Regions from separate parts of the Mus musculus genome. Here region 2 is linked to region 1. A link is a contact called in public Hi-C data. All regions are on one chromosome and are shown on one strand. Each heading gives the region's core, a stretch centred on a gene start, on an enhancer-like site or on the middle of the called end of the contact. The rest is flanking DNA. Distances are from core to core; before and after follow the strand shown. Region 1 overlaps Rbms3 (RNA binding motif, single stranded interacting protein). Region 2 overlaps Rbms3 (RNA binding motif, single stranded interacting protein).

Region 1 (6,427 bases), core at 1,834-4,333:
AGGAATGCTCCCCATAGGATGATATATTTGAAGGCTTAGTCACCAGGGGGTAGAACTGTTTGGGAAGGATTAGGAGGTGTGGCCTTGTTGTAGGAGGTGTATCATTAGGGCAGGCTTTGAGGTTTCCAAAAGTGCATGCCAGTCCCAGTCTCTCTGTCTCTCTGTCTCTGTCTCTCCCCTCTCCCCTCTCCCCTCTCCCCTCTCCCCTCTCCCCTCTCCCCTCTCCCCTCTCCCCTCTCCCCTCTCCCTTCTCCCCTCTCCCCTCTCCCCTCTCCCCTCTCCCCTCTCTCCTCTCCCCTCTCCCCCTCTCCTCTCCCTGCTGGCTGTGGATCAGGATATAGCTCTCAGGTACTGCTCCAGTGCCTTGCCTGCCTGCTTCCCCCCATGATACTTATGGACTAGCCCTCTGAAACTGTAAACAGGCTCCCAATTAAATGCTTTCTTTATAAGAGCTGCTGTGCTCCTTGTGTCTCTTCATAGCAAGGTAACTATGAAAAACATTCTGCTAAGCTTCTCTTTATAACCTTCAAATGGCGCATGTTAGACAGCCATGAACTAGTGGAGAGGTCAGCAGCATCCCTGACTACCAACACTACCTTTTCCTCTCCGGCTATGACATGGCATCGTGACATCATCAGGCAGGCATGGAAGGTGAATAGTGTGAAGGTTGAACCATTGGCCCAGTGACACCCAGCAAATCAGTCATGGAAAACACAGATCAAATCCACATCCTCCTGATGCAGTTAGTCCTGAATATTTCTTCCCTGGGATGTTGGCCCCCAAGGCAATAATTTATGGCATAAATTGTCATTGGATACACTGAAATATGTAGACACATCAAACAGAGAGTGGAGTATGGGAGAGAAACTCAATCTAGAGCCGAAATTAATCGCAGTGTCTCAGAATCCGACATTGCTGGAAGAAACATAACCGCGACTCTCAATTTATTCTACCAAGAAAAGTGCAGCGTAATGTCTTTTAATGTGCTTTCTTTGGGTCTGCAGTGCAAGTTTGATTTGTTTTCCCCAGAAGCAATTTAGTTTTAAACTCCAAAGCCTCGGACGTCATTGAAGAATGTTTGAGACTACTTAATCAAGGCAATGGGGATTAAACTAGGAAACAGGCAGAAAGAGTCCATTGAAAGTGTGTTGTCCATGAGTTGAAAGGGGAATAAACCCCTCAGATGCTGATGGTGATGCATGCATGGGTGGAAGAGGGAAAGGCATCAATAGCTCAGAATGTCCTGCAGGACCAAGTGTGCCCAGACAAGTGTGAGGAAGAAAGGGACATGTCACAGTGAAGGAGAATATGCAAGAGAGTCACAGGTTTCCTGTCTGTGGGGTGTCACCAGGGGTGGGTTACAAGTGAAATGTCTACTAGAGTTGGAAGTAGTGACCCAAGTAGTGAACAGACAAAAATGTTCCTGATGAGTTGAGGGAAAATGTCAGAACATATTTCTCCCTCCCTCCCTCCCTCCCTCCCTCCCTCCCTCCCTCCCTCCCTCCTTCCTTCCCTCTCTCCTTTCATCCCTCTCTCCCTTCATCCCTCCCTCCTTCCTCCCCACCCACCCTCCCTCTCTTCCTTTTTCTTTTTCACTGCTTTTCTTCCTTCTCTACTCTCTCTTTCTCCCTCTCTCCTCCCCCTCTCCCTACCTTACTCCATACATTTTTTTCCCTTTTGAAAAATGATCTTTCTACATACTCAGGCTACTCTCAAATTACTGATCCTCCTGACTTAGCTTCTCCAGAGCTGAAATCAGAAGCCTGAAGCACTGGGCCAAAGCAAACTTCTGATTTATGATGTCAAAGAATGGATATACTCTGCACCAAACCTAATATGGGCAGGATCAACTAGAGAGAGACAAAGCTAAAGTCTTAATGACACAAAACGTCCTCCTTCTGATGCAAAGCCTTAGAAAGAATTAGTGGCCAGCTTCCTTGACTTTTCAAAAGTTCTTGTCACGTAAAGTTTCCCCCGACACTGCCCCACAGAACACTGCAAAGAGTGGCTATGTAAGAAATACCAGTGTAGAAAAGGTGATTGTTTTTCATAAGCCTTCCATGGTGATGTTGACATCATGAGGCCAGCTCAACAACAGCGTTCCTTTCCAATAGCTGTGGAGACCAGCTCTAGTCCGGGAAGAAAACCTGAAATACAGGCTGAAATAATCAGGAGGCCCAGGGCTTACTCCAGACAGAGCTCACCATTAGGAATTAAAAGCTCAGCACAAAATGCAGGGCAACTGACAGGAAAGAAATCAGGAAACTTTTTATAACCTGCACAAAAGTTTAGACAAATGAAAGAAAAATGAGTTATTTCTAGATGTTTGTGTTTTATGATGCTGCCATAAACTAGCTTAGGACAGAAGAAAACATTTATAATTTGAGTTTACAAATTTAAATTAAATTTTGTTATCCTCTGCAAGTAGATGACTGAAACCCAAATGGAAACTGTAGTTAAGTAAGATGTGTGTGAATAAATATACACAGGGGTGTGTGTGTGTGTGTGTGTGTGTGTGTGTGAGAGTGTGCCTGTGTGTGCATGTGTGTGTGTGTGTCGGTGTGTATGTGTGGGTCTGTGTGTATGTGTGTGTCAGTGTGTATGTGCCTATGTACCTTTGTGTATTCCATGTGTGTGTGTGTGTGTGTGTGTGTGCATGTGTAGAGAGAGAAAGAGACACATATAAAGAGAGAAACCAAAAAAGAGATAGAGAGAGGCAGAGAGAGAAAGACAGAGAGAGAGTTGAAATGCAATCATGCTATGTGGAGTGATGATTCCCCTTCCCAAGAACCACAGACCACACACCAAAACCCCCAATGCCAGAAAAGTTTTAGAGAGAGTTGCTCAGGATGAGCCGGGAGAGTTCCAAAACAATATAAGCTATAGCTGTTGGTCTTGGTTGTCTCTCAGAACTCGAAGGTAAGACTCTGCTGGTGGAGATACTGAATACTGAATACTTTGGGCACAAGACTTAGATGAAGGCGATATGGAAGTTTCCTTCCTGAAGCCAGCACCGGGCCTCCTTCCTGCAAGTCAGCTGCCATAGCTCCTCCCTGAAAGCTAGCTCCAGGCTTCCTCCCTGAGAGCCAGCACCAGGCTTCCTCCCTTCGAGTCAGATACCACGGCTCCTCCCTGAGAGCCAGCTGCCATGGCTCCTCCCTGGAAATCAGCTCCCATAGTATCTGAAAGTGTTATGTAAACTGCCAGTGGAGACAAGGGATCAATAGTCCTGCCCAGCTGTGAAGCCTACGAACCACACTAATGATCAGCATGGCCAGATGCTCCTAAGCGTGTAAAGGTGGCACTTACACCAGGGTATAAGCAACAGCTGCCCCGCTGTTCTCTAAAAACTGATTAACAAGAGGGAGTTCCTGTCTGGAACTGTAAATCTGTCAACTCCACATGGCTGGTGAGGTCATGGATCCTAAAGGAAAACCAACTACTGTCACCTTCCTAAACCAGTATCATTTCTAACTGCATTCGAAATGCTCATCCTTCTACCCACAGGTAAGCGTAGCTTTTAGCCCTCCTCACCCGAGCTCCTTTTTACAACAGAGACCATTACACTGGTTAAAATGAGGAGGATAACTGCGGTACAATGTCCTAGTGGACACATCATTAGCTTTCTTACATAGTTCAGAAACACCTGCCAGCCCCCCCCCCCACACACACACAGTGGGAAGAGTCCTCTCACATCAATTTGCAACTGAGACAATCTCCCACAGACATGCCCACAGACCCGTCTGATCCAGGCAGAGTCCTTTTAACGGAGAGATTCTCTTCTCAGGGGACTCTAGGCTGTGTCGAGTTGACAGCTGAAGCCAAATAGGACAACATACATTTCCAAATACAAATCTGAATAGGATTTGTATTTGAAATACAATAGGATTCAAGAAATGAATCCTATTGTATTTTAATACAATTCAAGAAATATCAAAGGTCTGATAGAAAATGGACAATAATTATAAGGAGGAAGCTTAAATATACACAGATAAGCAGACAGTCTGAAACAAACAAAAGAACAACAACCCCATTGTTAGGATCAACTGAATACAGGATATTATTTTCCGTGTTTCTATTAAAAACGGAAAAATTAAAAGTAGTAATAATTAAACGAGAAATGACAAAACATGGTATCAAATTGCTCTTGAAAGAGAACATTGAACTGTGGGGGTACTCTCTTGGAAGGTGAAGGAGAAATGTTAGGAGTTTAAAGATAGCCTGGGCTACATGGTGACTTTGGGGCCCTAAGGGTATAGGAGAGTAAGTGTTAAAAAAAGAGAGGGGCTAGGCTCACAGCTCCTTAGAAAACAGCTTGCTTTGCTGGCTTGACGACCTGAGTCTTTTATTTCTAGTACCCACACACAAGTCAAACAGAGCAAAATGTATCTATAAAGCCCAGTTTGGAGGCCATGTGGGTGAGGACACAGGAGGTCCTGGACACTTACTGGTGGCCACCCAGTCAAGCAGAATGGTGAGTCATAGTTCAATGAGACTCTGTCTTTAAAATTATGGTGGAAGAAAATTTAAAAATCAAAACAAAAAATAAAGGTGTGTGGGGGGGGGGGTTGGGGAAGAGTCAGACACTTGATCTGGATTCCTGCCCTCCAAAATGCACACACAGAAGCACATGTGACATACATATGCACACACATGCAACTGCCACGCTCACAGACACAGATAGAAACCATTCATCCCAGGTAGAAAGGGAGACAAATTACATAGAGGTCAGATAGCGGGGTCTGGGCAAGATTCGCAATGAAAAGCACAGAATTGAGTAGTAAACAAGCTACTTAAATTTAAATACAATCAGTTATAATATCCCCTCAATGTTTACATCTGCATATTCATGATTCTGTGTATGTAAATATCAATGAGAAGCTTGCTAAAATGTTGAACGTGCATAAAATACAATTTCCTACAAAGAAATGGGACATAATGTAGGGTATGTCACAGGAGAGGTGCAATAGATCTTGGTTAAATAGTCTGGGTACCGCACTGTGTTCCTGAACCGATGGCTTCCTGACTGCAGGAGCAGAGCACAGGTAACTGTCAGTCCCACAGAGAGCCTTTCTCTCTGTCATTTTACAACATTTCACTTCATTTCAAAACTTACTTCAAGCCATTGATTTTCCACGTCAGCTCACACGGAAATAGTTCCCGCTAGGAATATGATGTTCCAAAATGAAAGATGACATTACACTAATACGCCTACTCTTTGATATTAAGTGCAGTGGCCAGTAGCACTTCTTATTTTTGATGCTTGATTCAGAAACACACGCTGACTTTTGCTTTCATGTTCAATCAGAAGTAATGCAGTTTAAGAGAATATATGAAGATTAAATTCAATTTGTTTCTTTAGAAATGTGTCTGTTGGGGCTGGAGCAATGGTTCAATACGTATGAGTGCTTACTGCTCTCACAGATGACCTCGGTTCAGTGCCTAGCACCAATATGGCATCTCACAGCCATTTACAAGTCTAGCTCCAGGGGATTCAGCGCCCTTTTCTGGTCTCTACGTGCACTGCATGCATGTGGCACAAGTAAATGCAGGCAAATGCAGAGACACATAAAAACAAATAAAACTTTAAATGTGTCTTCTAAGAACTCAGAAATACATGATCACCATGTGGGTGCTGTGAACCAAACTCGGGTCCTCTGCAAGAATGACAACTGTGCTTAGCTACTGAGCCAACTCTCTAGCCCCATATGTAATTTTGATTAAATGAAAAATAGAAGATAATTAATGAGAGATATTGCATAGCTCCTTCATTTTTATTGTTCATTTTTAGTACTTAGGTGGCAATTGAGACTGGGGCCAAACATGTCTTAGGTGGGCCAGATGACAGGCTTCTTTGTCTAGCAGCATGTAGATGGAAGGGCTCATGTCTTGGAATGTTGACTAACTAGAGAATCCACACTATCTTCTGTGTTTCTTTGCCTGTAAGCTGGAAGAAGGAAGGCCTATGAAGGATCAAGATGGTGCTAGATAGCTCTTAGTATGAATGAGAGGGTCTAGACTCCTGCCTGTAGCATAGATTTCACAACCCTGAAGCAACACTGCAGCACCACACCATAACTGAAGTTAATTCCCCAGCCAGTGAGATGGCTCAGTGGGTAATATACTTGCCACAAAGCCTAATGACCTGAGTTTGGGCCTTAGAACTCACATGGTGGAAAGAGAGAACCTGCTTCGCCAAAGTGTTCTCTTATTTCCACATGTACGAAGTAGCCTGCTTGTGTGTGTGTCTAGAAAATAAACAAATGTAATAAAAAAGTGACTCAGATTCACTTATGCCACAAAGCCAATAACCACTACAGTAATAACTAACACACTGCCCAATTAATTCCAACAAGACTCCCCATGTAATTTTAACTCTATTATAGTGAAGGGTAAATTGAAGTTTGCAGAGATTATGAAAATCGCC
Region 2 (6,427 bases), core at 1,422-3,921, 140 kb after region 1:
CTTATCTCATGGGCAAACGCTGGGGAAAATGCCCACATTTTTAGATTTTGATGAGTCCCAGCTTTTAAAGAGAGCAGGCATCTCCTCACCTGGAGAATGACAACACTATCTTGTAAAAAGCTATCCATCTCAGTCCCCAAGGACAATCCAGTCCCAGATGGAACAGAGACTAGGAAAAGCCTGAGCTGCTCCTCACATGGGTCTATGCATGTATGTAACCTTATGTATGCATGTATGTAATCTTACAGTGCCCACACATGTAGAAGGTAAGTGTGTGTTATCACACTTGCTCCAAAGGCTTTCCCACTCACCCCCAAACATGGGGGAAATTTCACAGGAAGCTTGGGGGACTCTCTTCTCTTTCCTCCCTCTAACACTTATTATTAGAATTATGGGGACTGGAGAAAGAATGGGAAAGAGAGACAGAAGAACAGTGGGGAGCCCCTGTGATGATGGGCAAAGGGGCTCTTGCTGGGGGCCAGTAAGGATGCTCTAGAAATGATTTCACAGGGAAAGAAAGGAAGGGAGGGAAAGAAGAAGAGCTGGGGAGCTGGGGAGCTTAGTGTGGACAGTAATAAAGCCACCCAAGATCTGCCTCTGGCTGGCACATAGGTACATCCATGCACACTCACATACACACACACAGACAGAGACAGAGACAGAGACAGAGACAGAGACAGGGAGACGGAGACACACATACACAGAGACAGGGAGACAGACAGACACACACACACACAAAGAGAGAGAGAGAGAGAGAGAGAGAGACAGAGAGACAGAGAGACAGAGAGACAGAGAGAAAGAGAGAGAGAGAGACTGACTCATGGTCAGAAACTTAGGCAGTATTTAAAGGTGGAGCTGTTTGCAAAAGTCATTACATGACATGTTAACTTCAGCGAAATAAAAAGTCCAAACTGTCAAGTCACTATTTGCCCTGTTCCTTTTAAAGCATTAATAAAACCAATATTTGAATGATTTCATTTAACAGCTACAGAAACTCCCGATGAGGTGTAATTACACATGTGCACCTCCCGAGACTCTCAGCCACCGTTATTGACTTCGTTGCTTGTGATATTAAACCTACGATTGTGTGGTCGCAACTGCTCTCGGCCTAGACATCAATGCAGAGGCCCTCGTCAGCAAATGGATTGGGGGAACCGAGAGTGTGTTCCACCAGGATCAAAGATATTCTGCATCCCGACCATCCATCCATCCTGCCTGAAGCCAGGCAGGATGGTCTTCTGGCCACCTGAACTATGATTTGTGTAACTATGAGAGGAATTGAAAGATTCCTTTGACTTAAGGAAATCAATTTAAATTTAAACTCCCATAGGCATATGGCTCAGTATTTACTCTGATTGGATGACAGGCATTGATAGGTGAATATAAAAGTGAAGTAAAAGGAGAAGAAAACAAACCCCTGACTGTTCCTACAGTATTGGGGGGATTTTATTGTAGATACAAGAAAGAAAGCAGGCAGCGGGAAGAGTCCAGGCAGGCAGCAGTCTAAACTGGACCATGAGGGGAGAGATGAGGAGGGGAGCCAAGCCAAAGAGGAGCCCCTGACCAAGAGAGGCTTCCTGGGCCAAGAGGCAAAGAGACAGATGTAGCCAAAATGGCTGTGTTATAATAGGGAGAAGGAATGCTGGGAGTAGGCACAGGGACTGAGACTCATCTCAGGTTTGAGATCTAACAAGGGGAGCATCAAGAAGGGAAGCAGGGTTTTACCGTACTGCTGTGAAATGCCACGGTGTGACTAAGGCTACCTAAACAGTCAGAGAACTCTGCAGGGATCCCCAAATGTGGACTATGACTGAGAGTTGCATACAATAGAAATGTCCTGGGTTGTATGCATCTGGGGATCACTCAAACTCTGAAGTCGCTCAAATACAGGGGACGGTGCCTGAGTGTGGCAGTGTGTACCTGTGACCCCAGGAGACTGAGGCAGAAGGATCATCTGCTGAATTCCAGGCCACCCTGGGCTACACAGTGAGAACTGGTGTCCCAAAGGCCAGAACGGAGCATAGGAGCTAATCAGAGGCTCCAAGCAATGCCAAGTGCAAGACACGTCCTCTGCATCCCAAAACGCCAACAGCCCCATGGAAACTTCTTGTTTGAAAGTCTTGGGTTTTTTTTTTAATTTTAAAATATTATTTTAAATTATGTGTTGGTGTGTTCTCTCTATGGGTCTGTGAACATGAGCATGATAGCAGCAGAGTCTATAAGAGGGGGTCAGAGACCTCAGAGGTGGAGTTACAAACTTCCAGACATGGGTATTTAGAACCAAACTCAGTTCCTCTGTAAGAGCAGTCAGCTCTTTTAGCCACTGAGCCATCTCTCTAGCTCAAAAAATTTCTAGGTGTCTACCACAGGGCAGTCAGACACCTAGAATAGACTGAGTTTAAACCTAAGTATGACACCCACAAAGAACTTTCTAAAAAGAAAGGAAGAAACCATTAGAGATACCAGGAATAAATAGTATTAAAAATCAAAATGCAAGGGCTTTTTAAAAAAAACATTAGCTCAAAACTTGACATCATTACTTTATTACACTTTAACTAAGTTCAAAGTTGACAGTACTTCCCATATAAAAGCTTGCTCAACTATAGACTGCTTATTCATGTGTGACAGCCTCAGAATTCATTCTTGTTCTTCATACAAAGACCTTTCTGTCCTGGGACATTCTTGGACAGTCCCAGACACATTGGCAAAGAATGAATAAGACAGAAAACTGAGGTTCTAGAAGGCTCGACTCATTCAACAGATATTAATTTGACTGCTAGAATTTACCGACATGTCCTGATTTGCTGATCCTAATCAAGTGAGTGACTCAAGGCTGGATGTTTAAAGCCCCGAAGAGAGCCACATCTGGAAACCATTAGGAGGGCCCCACCCCATAAGCAGCTGCCTTTGTGTCCCCAGCCCCCGTCCTGAGTTACGTGAACTTCCATTGAGACCCTGCCTTGAGAAATGTAAGCACTGATGATCTTTGATTTGTTACATTAGGAGATCTGGAATCCTTACAAGTCGTAACAGGGCATAACAGACTTTTTCGTTCCCATTTTGGCTCTGTAAGATCTGAGCTATGCATGGTTAAGCACCATTTCTGTGGGGATTAGCTAACATGGCATTAATGTCCTACGAGGAGTCACATTCTCCCATGGAAATGCTTTATAGACTGTAATTCGGGACTGGCATGCTCACATAGGATCTTTGTTCTGGGGGGGAGTCACATTCTCCGATGGAAATGCTTTATAGACTGTAATTCGGGACTGGCATGCTCACATAGGATTTTTGTTCTGGGGGGTGGGTGCACGTGCATCTGGAGGTCATAGGTCAACCTCAGGTGTCATCCCTGGAGGTTATCCAGTGTGTCTTTGGTTCTGGTAGCTTACTCTGTTTTGAGGAAGAGTCTCTCACTTGGACTGTAACTCACCAAGCAGACTAGACTAACTAGCTACTAGACTAACTAGCTACTACATCTCAGGGATCTCTCTGTACCCCCGCAGTGTTGCAGAGACTACGAATCCATACAACCAAACCCATACTTCTTATGTTGGTTCAGAGGAGCAAACTCATATCCTCGGGCTGGTACGGCCAGAACTTTACTGACTCAGCCATCTCTCCAGCCTTCAGGCATCATTTCTACTCAGTGAAGTGTTCAGTGACCCTGGTGGAGAGGCACACATTCAGGCTACTGCAAATATTGATAGCAGTGCCTCAGAGTGCCCTAAGTGACCTTGTCTCCCTAACCTTGGCCTTCAGACTCATCAGCTTCTGTCCCCGCATTGTTGTTGTTGTTGTTGTTGTTGTTTTGCAACTCCTGGTGTATACATGCTTGTGATTCAACAATGTCACTGTAAGTACATACAAACACAGTCTTGCAGAATAGTCCACAGGGCTGTGGCCACCCTTATTCTAGAAGCAGAAACAGTTTTAAGTTCATACACATTTTCAGCTGATGTTGAGGTTGGTAGTACACGCTTTAAAATACCATTCTCAGCAGGTAGGGCAGGAGGATAGCCAAGGGTTTGGTAGCAGCCTGAGCTACATAGTGAACTCAGCATAGCCTGGGCCACATACAAGACCCAGTCTAGTAATAAATCAACTAATAAGATACAAATTGTGATCGAAAATTGTTCAGAATTACAACAAAAAGATTATTACAGCATTCCCCACGGCTGCCGTTTGCAGAGTTTACATCATCATGATTTCTGAGGGCTCTTTGGGAAGTCCATTTATCAAGGATAACTTTGGGGTCAATTGCTATGTTACAGACCTGTTCATGAGTGAAATTCTCCACTGTAAAGGCTCAAGGCTAAGATTCAGGCTGACCAAGAAGGAATTATGTAATATTGGAAAAGGGTTCAAAATACAGAGGTTGAAACAGGGAGGCTGTTGATGTGACCACCCTTCAGAGGACCAAAATTTTAGCATTTCAGAAAACAATGAATTCACAAAACATCCTTTTATTTAAAGAAGAAATATGAAATTGTCATAAATGGAGGTTTCTACAAAAAGAAGATAGTAGGATATTAACTAGCCATCCTAGTCTCTCAGTTCTCCCCTGCACCCCTGCCACCATCACCCTCTCTCTCTCTGGACTTTCATATCTCATATTAAAATTGTCATCACAGAAACTTAACAAAATGGCATGACCTACGTTTCATATTCAGAGACACTAACAAACTAACCACCCAGAGACTCCCCTGTCTCTTATTCTCTAGTAAACCTCTCTCTCCATTCCTCCACGTACATGGAGAATAATCTAGAAAGACAGCCCACGAAGTGCGTTCCTTCTGGAATCTAATTTCCTCATTTTTTCCTATAGGTTGCTCCAGAATGCAGAAGATGATGGAAAACCAGGTTCCTTGATTCACCGTTCCTCCTCAGATGGACCTTGTCAGAAGGCAGAAGTCTGTCCTGCTTCAAACATGAACTTGAACCATGACACCCTCAGCAGTGAATGCAGAAATATATGAGACAACCAACCTTGAGTACCCCCTTTGGAGAAACCCCTGCGCAAAGTTGGAGAGTTCCATGCAGGCCAAAGCCTTGTTCCTAAGAGCTCTGCCTGTGTTGTTGCTAATGCACACGGAATGTGATTAGCAGCCTCAGAAAGGCCTAGAATCACTCCCTTTCTGACTAGATTACTGGCTAATTAGATTGGTGGCACCCTGCCCCATCTGTGGCTGTCAGGTTAAATTTGCCTGCTTCAGCTCAGATAACTGTCAAGCCCCACCAGAGCAGACACACAGTGGCACTGTGAGGAGTTTTGTGTGTGTGTGTGTGTGTGTGTGTGTTGGGGTCAGGGGTGGGGGAAATTGGTGTTCAAAGGCTCAAAACCACTTCTTAATAAAACATTGCCAATGTTCAGTGGACTGAAGTGTATTCCAATCGCCATTGTATCAGGGTAAGAAATGGTGTCAGATGTAGCCTGTGCTAATTGATGGGTTCAGAGTGTGAGACACAGGAGGGTCTCAACCTCTCTCCATCTGTCCCCAGGTGGACCAGCACCTGAATCCCCCAAAGTGTGAAAGCATGGCAGAGACTCTGCTTGAAAGTCACGGGCCTCCAACCTTTTACTGCAAAGACGAAGTTCAACCCCACACAGAAAGACCCTTCTCCTGACACTGGCTGGATCTCTACACCTCATTCTCTTCCGGAAAAAAAAGACATACTCCCTTTGCACAGTAGAAAACACCTCCCCACACTATCCATGAACCAGCCAAGAGAGAGCAAAACTAAAGTATCAGAGCCCATAGGTCCTGTGGATGTCCTACCTTTTGACATTTTGACATGATGTCATCTACAAAGTTCAAACTAAGAAACTGGGTGGTCTAGTCACAAAAATAAACAAGTAATTTTTTTAAATCCTTATGATGTTTTAAGTAGGTTTTACATTTGTGCATGCATTGGGACCTCTGGTTGAAGGATGTTATCCATAGTTCTTACAGTCTGATTCTTTCTTGACTATGCTGTTGTTAGAAAGCATTCCAGCTCCTCTCCACATCTTAGAGGTGGACTCTCAACTCTGCAGGAGATGGAGGCTGAGGTGGGGTAGAGGGCCCAGAGACTTCCAGGATACATTGTTTTATTTGTATGTGGCAAATGGTCCCGATTTTCTGTTTATGCTAGAGATAAGAAGGTTGTTTGCTATGGAACCAATCTCAGTGTCAGCATCAGAGGAAAGCTCGAGGAGGACTTACACACACACACAGTGGAATTTGCTTTGCCTATGTGGAAGAACAAAGTTGTGTGGTTTGTGGAAGGAGTGAATGAGACTGAGGAGAATCACATTGAAGCAATTAGGCCAGTGACAGAAAGACAAATATCAAGGCTGGAGGGACAGCTCAGTGACTAAAAATGCTTGTTGTTCTTGTGGGAAATCCAGATTTAGTTTCCAGCAACATACATGGCAGCTCACAAC

The links. Hi-C and Micro-C count contacts between places; a contact is called where the count stands out from the background.
Region 2: a contact with region 1 is called in a Hi-C map of the N1E-115 cell line, with 2.1 times the contacts expected there. The contact joins two enhancer-like sites. A contact is called at or near these places in 4 of 484 Hi-C or Micro-C datasets (the F1.1 cell line, the N1E-115 cell line and embryonic stem cells).

What each region holds. Positions count from the first base shown.
Region 1 is chr9:116,759,503-116,765,929 of GRCm38.p6, forward strand. The region is part of intron 6 of Rbms3 (RNA binding motif, single stranded interacting protein); the gene reads right to left. Among named protein-coding and RNA genes, the nearest start is that of Gm39449, 240 kb to the left of the region's middle. Within about 2 kb of position 3,084, at least 24 of the 459 cell types and tissues checked have an H3K27ac peak or open chromatin away from gene starts, as enhancers often do. A contact at or near this core is called in the N1E-115 cell line, where this site is marked.
Region 2 is chr9:116,900,695-116,907,121 of GRCm38.p6, forward strand. The region is part of intron 4 of Rbms3 (RNA binding motif, single stranded interacting protein); the gene reads right to left. Among named protein-coding and RNA genes, the nearest start is that of Gm39452, 290 kb to the right of the region's middle. Within about 2 kb of position 2,672, at least 48 of the 459 cell types and tissues checked have an H3K27ac peak or open chromatin away from gene starts, as enhancers often do. A contact at or near this core is called in the N1E-115 cell line, where this site is marked.